Regions from separate parts of the Zea mays genome. Here regions 2 and 3 are each linked to region 1. The links are chromatin contacts, called in public Hi-C maps. All regions are on one chromosome and are shown on one strand. Each heading gives the region's core, a stretch centred on a gene start, on an enhancer-like site or on the middle of the called end of the contact. The rest is flanking DNA. Distances are from core to core; before and after follow the strand shown.

What was found. Hi-C and Micro-C count contacts between places; a contact is called where the count stands out from the background.
Region 2: a contact with region 1 is called in a Hi-C map of leaf, with 5 times the contacts expected there. The contact joins the promoter of LOC100280507 here to the promoter of LOC100280393 in region 1. A contact is called at or near these places in 6 of 25 Hi-C or Micro-C datasets (endosperm, leaf and root tip).
Region 3: a contact with region 1 is called in a Hi-C map of ear, with 1.7 times the contacts expected there. The contact joins the promoter of LOC103647221 here to the promoter of LOC100280393 in region 1. A contact is called at or near these places in 2 of 25 Hi-C or Micro-C datasets (ear and endosperm).

Annotation. Positions count from the first base shown.
Region 1 is chr2:75,652,042-75,654,768 of Zm-B73-REFERENCE-NAM-5.0, forward strand. It overlaps LOC100280393 (60S ribosomal protein L37a), which reads left to right and starts at 1,352. Exons shown (of 5, transcript NM_001320713.1): 1 at 1,352-1,444. The coding sequence starts at 1,442.
Region 2 is chr2:75,430,826-75,433,552 of Zm-B73-REFERENCE-NAM-5.0, forward strand. It overlaps LOC100280507 (AKIN gamma), which reads left to right and starts at 1,383. Exons shown (of 6, transcript NM_001291619.1): 1 at 1,383-1,736. The coding sequence starts at 1,583.
Region 3 is chr2:75,462,481-75,465,207 of Zm-B73-REFERENCE-NAM-5.0, forward strand. LOC103647221 (transcription factor BHLH156) reads right to left here and starts at 1,389. Exons shown (of 3, transcript XM_008671791.3): 1 at 593-1,389; 2 at 57-470. The coding sequence starts at 1,138.

The DNA of each region.
Region 1 (2,727 bases), core at 102-2,601:
TGATGGCGTGAACCTTGGAATTACTCCTCTTGTTGCGTCATGTGACACAATTCCTATGATGGTTCGTAAATTTGTCGTTGTAGTTGAGAGACCCGAAGCATCTTCTCTGGTCGCTTCTCGACTTGCTGATGAATAGCTTTGATATTTTCAATTTTTAGGTCAAGATCATCTTGTGGTGGAGGATTCGTGTCCTTGCTTTTCCCTTTCTATGCCTCGAGAAGACGCGCCTCTTCATCCTAGATCTGATCAATGGGAGGAAGAACTAAGGCGGGAGCTGCGGTCCTCTTTGGAGGCATGATAGATAGATGCTTGTAGTCATGAGTTCAACGAAGGTGTATGCCAATGTTGGTCACGTGCTTTGATTCTTGATCGGGACAAAAATAGGGCAACACAATTAGGGAAAAGACTTTCGTCCCCACATTCTATTCATTAAAAAAGACCAGGAGAAGAAGGTTGATATAATAAAAGATATCCAAATAACATAATAGGATAGAATGAAAACATTTGAGAGAGACCGCTACTAGTATAATCCTTTTATTATACCTTTTAAGTTACAAGCAATTACAAGTGTACCTTCGGGAGTTAAGGTAAGGATGCGAAGGTACAACTTCGGAAGTAGAGTGATTCTGATTTCCCATGTCCTCTCCTCCAAAAATGTGTCTCTGCATGACATTGTACCTATTTTTTTAGTGGAGAGCCACAATACAACTCGATCTAAGATTACAAATATGCCCTCGAGTCCTATACATTGAGACTACATAACCCTCCAGGGACGTCATTATCTTTTCATTTGTAGGCGTGTTGAATAGGCCTCTGGGTTTCTCTCCTTTAGCTTTGTTGGCTTGTTGTCGTGCGTCTGAGCCATAGAGCCGAAGCTTCCTGGCTCTACTTTCGTGAGTACATGGTTTAACCGAAGGTTTTCAGACGAAGGTCAAGTTCACTACTTCCAAGGTTCTAAAACAAACTTAGAACAATATATATTAATGTTTTGAGGAGCTTCAGCATGAAAAGGCCCCCAACATTATCTAATTTGTTCTACCTCTTAAACATCATGGTTAACCTTTTTTGACATCTTGCTTTCAACCTTTTCTATTTTCCTTAAGCTAAACATGTTTCTAAATATTTTAAATATGTTTTCATAAGATTGAAATATTTTGTATATATATGTTTTATCTCAGTCATCTTCTTTTTTTTTGTAATTTTAAAACATTTTAATTCAAAAACTTTATTAAATATCTTTCAAATTTTAAACTAAAAAGGGATAAAACAGTTCCAAAATCAGGGCCCATTTAAGCCCAGCCCATAATAGCAGGTCGCATCCATAGACTTCCACGAAACCCTAGCGCCTCATATATATAGTTTCTCTCCTGCCACTTTTGCGAGCTTACCCTCAGCACGCCGCCGCTACAGCCCGCACCTCGTTTCCTCTCCCGTCTCCGAGATGGTACGCCGCTTCTCCTCGTCCTCCCATTCTTCCCGTTACTAAGTATCTGTGTACGGTGTATGCCTAGTTGTGGACGTTTGTTATTATGTGTCGAGCGAGATCCTAGTGTTTGACTTGGTAGCCCAGCAGCTTCAGTTCGATATGGATTCGAAGGCTCCATAGTTTAATTTTCTTGATAGGGGCGTGCCAGCAATCATGCTTTGTACCAGTCGTGTTTCCATGGAAATTTGAGATATTAGGGTACCCAGATAGGCCTATGTGAAATGTGGTGGTATTGTTAGCATGACAGAAACAATGTAATTCTAAACTGCAATCTATTGCTAGCCTGTTTGTAGGGTCGTCATCGTAGTTGGATTTTGCTAGGCTGTCACTAGGCTGGATTGTGCAATTTAGCATTGCACAACGCCTTTTGTGCAGGGTAGGTTTGGAGCAGTTGCTACCTCAGGTTTGCAATGGTAAGGTGCCCAAAACCTGCTACACTTAAGGTAGAAGGCAAACTATTTCCGTAAAGCCTGTTTGCGCTCCGCATTTGAGTCCTATATAGGCTTAGCCTTTCAAATTCTATTGGTGATCACATGTTAAATGGAAACATGTTGAAGGCAGTGGTGTACTCACTCCGTTCCAAATTGTAAGCTCAATTACTTGTCACTTTTGATTTTGCATGGTTTCAAAGATTTGACCATCTGTTTTCTACAGCATTGTATTTGTGAGATTTTTTGATAAATACTTATTATCATAAATCAATCTGGATGTGTCAATATACCATCACCAACCTAGATGTTCAAGATATCTTATTTGGTAGATTATAATTATATTTTTTGCCAGTCGAACGCATGGTGACAAGTATATGTGAATGTACATAACATTTTATCAGTTTTTAGGTGTGCTGTATGTTTGGTTTACATTGTTAGTACTTGTGCAAGTTCAAGCATATTGGAAAAATACATTGTTTGTTTACTGTAAAGACAAACTAGTTATCGAACTTGATGAAAAATAAAACATTTTGATAAATCCAACATGGTCTCCAACTTAATGAAAAATAAAACATTTTCATAAATCCAACCCGGTCAGCTGACACATTTGCTGTAATCTGAAGCTGTACCTGGCAGCATGCAACATGAAAGTAGTATACAGTCCTAAGTTTAGCATTCAAATACCACTAGTATAAATCAGTAGGCCATAATATTTTTTCACTTGTGTTGATTTTAGTTGTATTTCCTTCGTTCAGATGTGTATGGAGTAATTTTTCTCTTGCTGCTATTGGAGAGTCAATAGTGACTAGC
Region 2 (2,727 bases), core at 133-2,632, 220 kb before region 1:
TGTCAACCACAAATCAACATAAAAACATTTAGACTAAACTAGGGCCGGACAAAATACTTGTGGCCCTCAGCTCGCTCGGCTCACGGTAAGTTCGGCTTAATTTGACTCGTCTCATTTTAATTTTGTCATGAGCTGAGATAACATCTCAACTCGGTTTGTTAATGAGACAGTTTAAGCTAGCTCAATAACTCAAATGAGCTCGTATTTTTCAGCAAAACACAGCCTTCACTTGTTTTGGATGCACTAATAAGTGATGAACTGTTTTAGTTTGATGTTTATTTGATGTGGAATGTGAAATTGTGAGTGTTATTACACTTTTCTAGTGTTAAATTGGTCTAGAATTAATTATCAATTAATTATATTGTTGTATATATATTGTTTTTAGTCATGCCTCGCGAGTTAAATAAACCATCTCAAGCTCACAAACAAGTCGAGCCGAGCCGATTCTCTGGCTCAATTTCTTAATAAGCCGAACCAAACTGAATCGAGTTGGCTCAGTATCCGTCCTAGATAGAACCAGAGCCGTTTCCGTTTATCACCCGGTCCCTTAAGAGGGTGACCAGTTCATATACTTTCATATACTTTTATACTTTTTGGTTAATTGTATGTATTTAGGTTATATTTATAATCTTCAGAACTAATAGTTAGCTGCTAAAATTAACAGTTTTCTAATCACTCTTAGCTAATGCTCTACTAATTATTAATTAGTTCACAACTAACAGTTAATTTATTAGTTGACTCAATCCAGCTAACAATTTATGAGCTTGCTAAAACTAATCCGGCTAACAATTCGTTAGCTAGTTAACCATTAGTTTTACATATTCTAAACATGACCTTAGTGTGGCTGAGATAAAAAAATAATACAGGATTCTAATTATGATTTTTATTTTGTACAAGTACACTCTTAAAGTCCTTATTTTATCTAGTTATTATGTTTTAAATCTTTAAAATATTAATATCACATGATATTTACTAACAAAACTGTCTTTTACAATGGCGTGCATTGGCGCATTTTTCAACATTTGTGGAACGTTGTAGATGCCACGTCGTCGTATCCAGCCGATCCCCGGGATCGTAGTCGGTGCCGCAGCGGTTTTTCTTCAGCACTAGCAGTACTAGGCGAAACCAGCAGTACAACCTGCCCGGCGTGTCCACCTGTTCAGTGACATGTGGACCATACCTTCCGTGGCGGGCCCCGAGGGCCATCCGACCGGCGGCACTCGGTCGCCTTCGTGAGGTCGTCCCCCCTTCCGTTGACGGGACGCGCACAAGCGCAGCCGCAGAGCACACTCCACTGCGGCCGAAGCAAAGCAAGACGGCGGTATTAGTATTTAGTAGGCACCAGCGGCTTGCTCCGCGTCGTCATCGGTAGCGCGCGGTCGCGACTGGCTTCTCGTAGCAGCTTATCTACAGTAATAATCACAAGAGCCTACTAGGTGGTGGGAGCAGAGCAGCACTTGCAATTGCAACCAGCAAGCGCAAGAGAGGAGGGGGCTCAAGAGTCTTGACGCGTCTAGCCTTCGCAGAAAAGGGTTCAAGCGAGAAGAGGGGGGGAGAGGGCACGGGTTCAGAGCTGGAGGAGATGGAGAGCCCGCGCAGCCCCGAGGCGGAGATCGGCCACCGGGTGGAGGACCTCTGGGAGGTGGCGGAGCCGCAGCTCTCGCCGTCGGAGAAGCTCAACTCCTGCTTCGAGGACATCCCCGTCGCGTCCTTCCCGCGCACGCACCCGTCCCAAGGTGATATCCTGTTTATCAATTACTTTTGCGGTTGCCTCGCCCCCTCCTCCTTCGTGCCTTGCTTACTGTACTGCTCGCTAATTTGTATCCGGTCCCTCGTGCGTGTTCAATCGAAATAATTTTTTTTCTTCAAAAAATCGTCTTGATGTAGCGAAACGTAAACCTCTGTATCCATCCAGCGTCACATCTGAGTTCGCGTTCGCGTGCTGTGTGATCCAGTCGAACAGCTCTCTTGTTCCGGTGTCAGTTGCATTATTTGTGTCTGTATCGTAGTTTTGTTGGCGTTGGCAGGAGCCCCTTGCTCATATGTCACTGTGGTGCTGATCTGCTCCAGTAGAGCCAGTCTGTGCTAGGTTGCCGTTCTTGTCATTTCAGGGTTGCAGACATGGAATTTTTAAGGTCTTATTTCAATGGACGATCCAGTGGATGTTCTCTATAGCCCTTGCCTCCTATGGTCAGCTCAGTGGGCATGTCTTCTCTGAACCAAATGCATGGGCCTTGACGAACTGTTCTTAATACAGTGATAGTGTCACACGATTTCTCTGATATCAGATTACACGTATATCTCGTTCTTTTCCTTCCTAGGTCCAGTGATGCGGTAGAGGTCTAATAGTACATAAGACAAGTATATGTATGTTAGTTGGGGTGTCGTTTTCATCTCTTGACCAACTCAGCAAGAGACGTGGAGCACTTTCTTTGTCGGCATGATGTGTGTCACTGTGTGGGTTGATGTGGATAATTCATAATTATCAGCTTGCTCAGAAATCATCGAGCTGCCATGATTGCAAGAGGCATCTTCTCGAACAGTGAGGCTCCCATTACCATATTTTGTCTTAGTTGTGAACCTGCTATCTCCAAGAGTTTCCAAAACTCTCACTCCTAATCTAGATTTTTTTAGCAAGATAAAAAGAACTGCTCTCCAACAACTCTCTATCTTAACTCCGAATCTTTCCGCGCTTAGGTAAGTCAATGCAATCGCGCAGATAAATAC
Region 3 (2,727 bases), core at 139-2,638, 190 kb before region 1:
TGGCCAATCCATGCATGGTTAACCAAATTCAAACGCACTCGCAAGCAAAGCAATACCTTGAGCGTAAGCGTTGACATTGACACGACGCGGTCCGGCCCCGACCGGCCACCGACGCTGGAGGTCTCCACCCGGAAACACGCCAGCGACTCCGCGGCCGCGCACAGCGGCGCCGCCACGCCGTCCCGCCGCTCGCACTCCACCGTTACGAAGAACCTGCCCTCGCCGACCTGCACCGCGCCCACGTGCGTCACCCGGGCGCCGGAGCCCGCGCTCCTCCCCGCGTCGCGGCGGCGTTCCTGCTGCTGCTGCTGGTGGCGTCGTCGACCAGCCCCGGCCGGCCCGCTGTGCTGTCCGGTAGGCGACCTCGGCCGCGCCTCCAGCGCCGCGACCTCCTCCTTGAGCTTCCTCGCGTGCGCCTGGAGGTTCTTCACGTACACCACCGCGTCGGCGATGATGGACGCCTTGTCCATCTGCACGGCGCGCGCGGGGACCATGAGCCGAATGCATGTAAACCAGCTATGTCGATCGAGCTCCCCAGCGAACAAAGGTCCAAATAAACTAGCTCCTCTAAACCGATCGGTCGGAGCCTAACCTTTGTGATGTTGGGGACGAGCGCCCTCAGCTCGTAGAGCTTCTCCTTCATCCGAACCCTCCGCTTCCGCTCCGACACGATCGTCTTGGACCGGTCCCTCCTCTTGCGCGTCGCGCCCAACACGTCGTCGTCGCCGTCCTCGGCCTCGCGGTGCGGGTGCCGCTCGGAGGCGAGCTCCACGGTACCTTGCTCTTGCTCCCCAGAAGGGGGGCTCGCGTCGCCGTCCAAGGATACGCTCGGTGGCGGACCGCCGTCTGGAGAGCCACCGTCGTCGCACTGCCACTGCTGGTAGTAGTGATCGTCGCCCATGCCGTCGTCGGTGCCATTGGCATCGCCCCGACCACCGAACAGCTCCTCGCCGAGCTGCATGAGGTCCTCCACCCACCCGCCGTCGTCGCCGCCGACGCCACCCGTGGCGCCGACCTGCTCCACGAACAACCCGCCGTTGGGAAAATGGGCGGGGTCTTGGCCGCTGTCGACGGTAAAGAAGCCCGGGCTGCTGGCCATGAAGCGCTCCAAGTGCAGCAGCTGGTGCTCCATGTCCATGGTTCAAGACTTTCAAGTGGTGGTCCTGATCTTCTTTTGCGTTGGAAACAGAACTGCTGAGTGCTGATGACCTTGCAGGCCAAGACCGCTAATGGCGGGCTCGTTATATATATAAGCTCTAGTAGTCTAGTCTGAAACGGATTAGGACAGTAAGATTCTAGATAAGCGCAGTAAATACAGGTTGTCACGAAACAAGCCGTCAGCCTATTAGATATTCAAAATAAAAGATCCTTGGCGAATTAGATATTCATCAGCCGGAATGTTCTAGAAATGGTTCCTAAGGCATCAGTGTTCAATCAGAAGCTGCTGAAAGGCAATTAATTATTGGATGCATTCCTCGAAGTTTCTTCGAGTAAAAAACTGGAAACAAAACAGCTGTCCTCAATACTCCCTCGACACCAAATTAGTGTTTGTTTCGTATCTTCATTTTTATGTCTATATTTAAATAAATGGTAATAAATATATCAATTATTGAATAAATTTTGTAAACAATAACTACTCAAAACGGTTAAGTTCATCACACATAACAGCTTTTGCATAGACGTTCCCTGAATATTCATGAAAAGCATCCAAATATTATCTTTACTAAATCCTCTATATAATTGTTGGAACTTGCTACCAAGTGCAAGGGGATCCAACGGGGGTGAGAGTTGACGTAAACAGGGTTCTCACACAAGATGGCAAAAGCTCTATTAATCTAACATCTAAAGGGCACTGTGCGGGGGTATTTATAGGTATCTGAGTGCACAGCATCCTGTGTTAAGGACGCATGTGCCCTCAGACACCTAGGTTATCCCCGGAATATTCCCATAAAGCGGGGTTACAGACTGTAATTACAGGGATGCCTTTACAAATTAGGCCCGTAACGCGCAGCGGCCACGCAGGGCCTGTTACAATGGGTCGGATCACACGTGGGCCTCCATGCTGGACGAGGTCGCAAGGTGGGACGACCTCGTCACAGGTCTTCGTCCGATGTCGTATGGGGCGAAGGGTGTCCCTGCCCGTTGTCTTGTCTCCGTTGGACCAACGACTACGGCGAAGGCATCGAGCGAAGGGTGGCGTCTTCGCCTTCGCCCCAACATTTGCCCTCCGAGGGACCAGTTCGACTAAGTCATCTGGTGCCGAAGACGTCGCTAGATGGCGGAGACACTGCCCTCGCTCGAAGTGGTTCCGCGGGGGTTTTTGACATGACCGTTGATTGACACCGTACTGTTGGACTGCGGGTTTCCCGAAGCGCCGTGCCCTGTGTATAAAAGGGGGCGGGGGGCGGCGCGTTTTGAACTTTATCTTTCCGCGCTCCTTGAAAACCCTAGCCGCCTTTTCCACCATCTTGCTACTCGTCTGCCCTCCTTGCTCTTGTTCGCCGGAGATCTGGCCCGAGTGAAGCAGACCGCCCGCCGCCGCCGACGGTACGTAGCGATGCCGACCTCTTCTTCTTCTGCTGACGCTACGTCGCCGGCCGACGCGTCGTCTGAGGAAACGCTGAGTACTGTGGCGGCGGAGGAGTTGCGCGCCGGCGATACGGTGGATTTCGGTGTGTCGCGGATGTCGTCGGTCCGCGTGCAAGATATGCAGCGGCTTGGTTACTT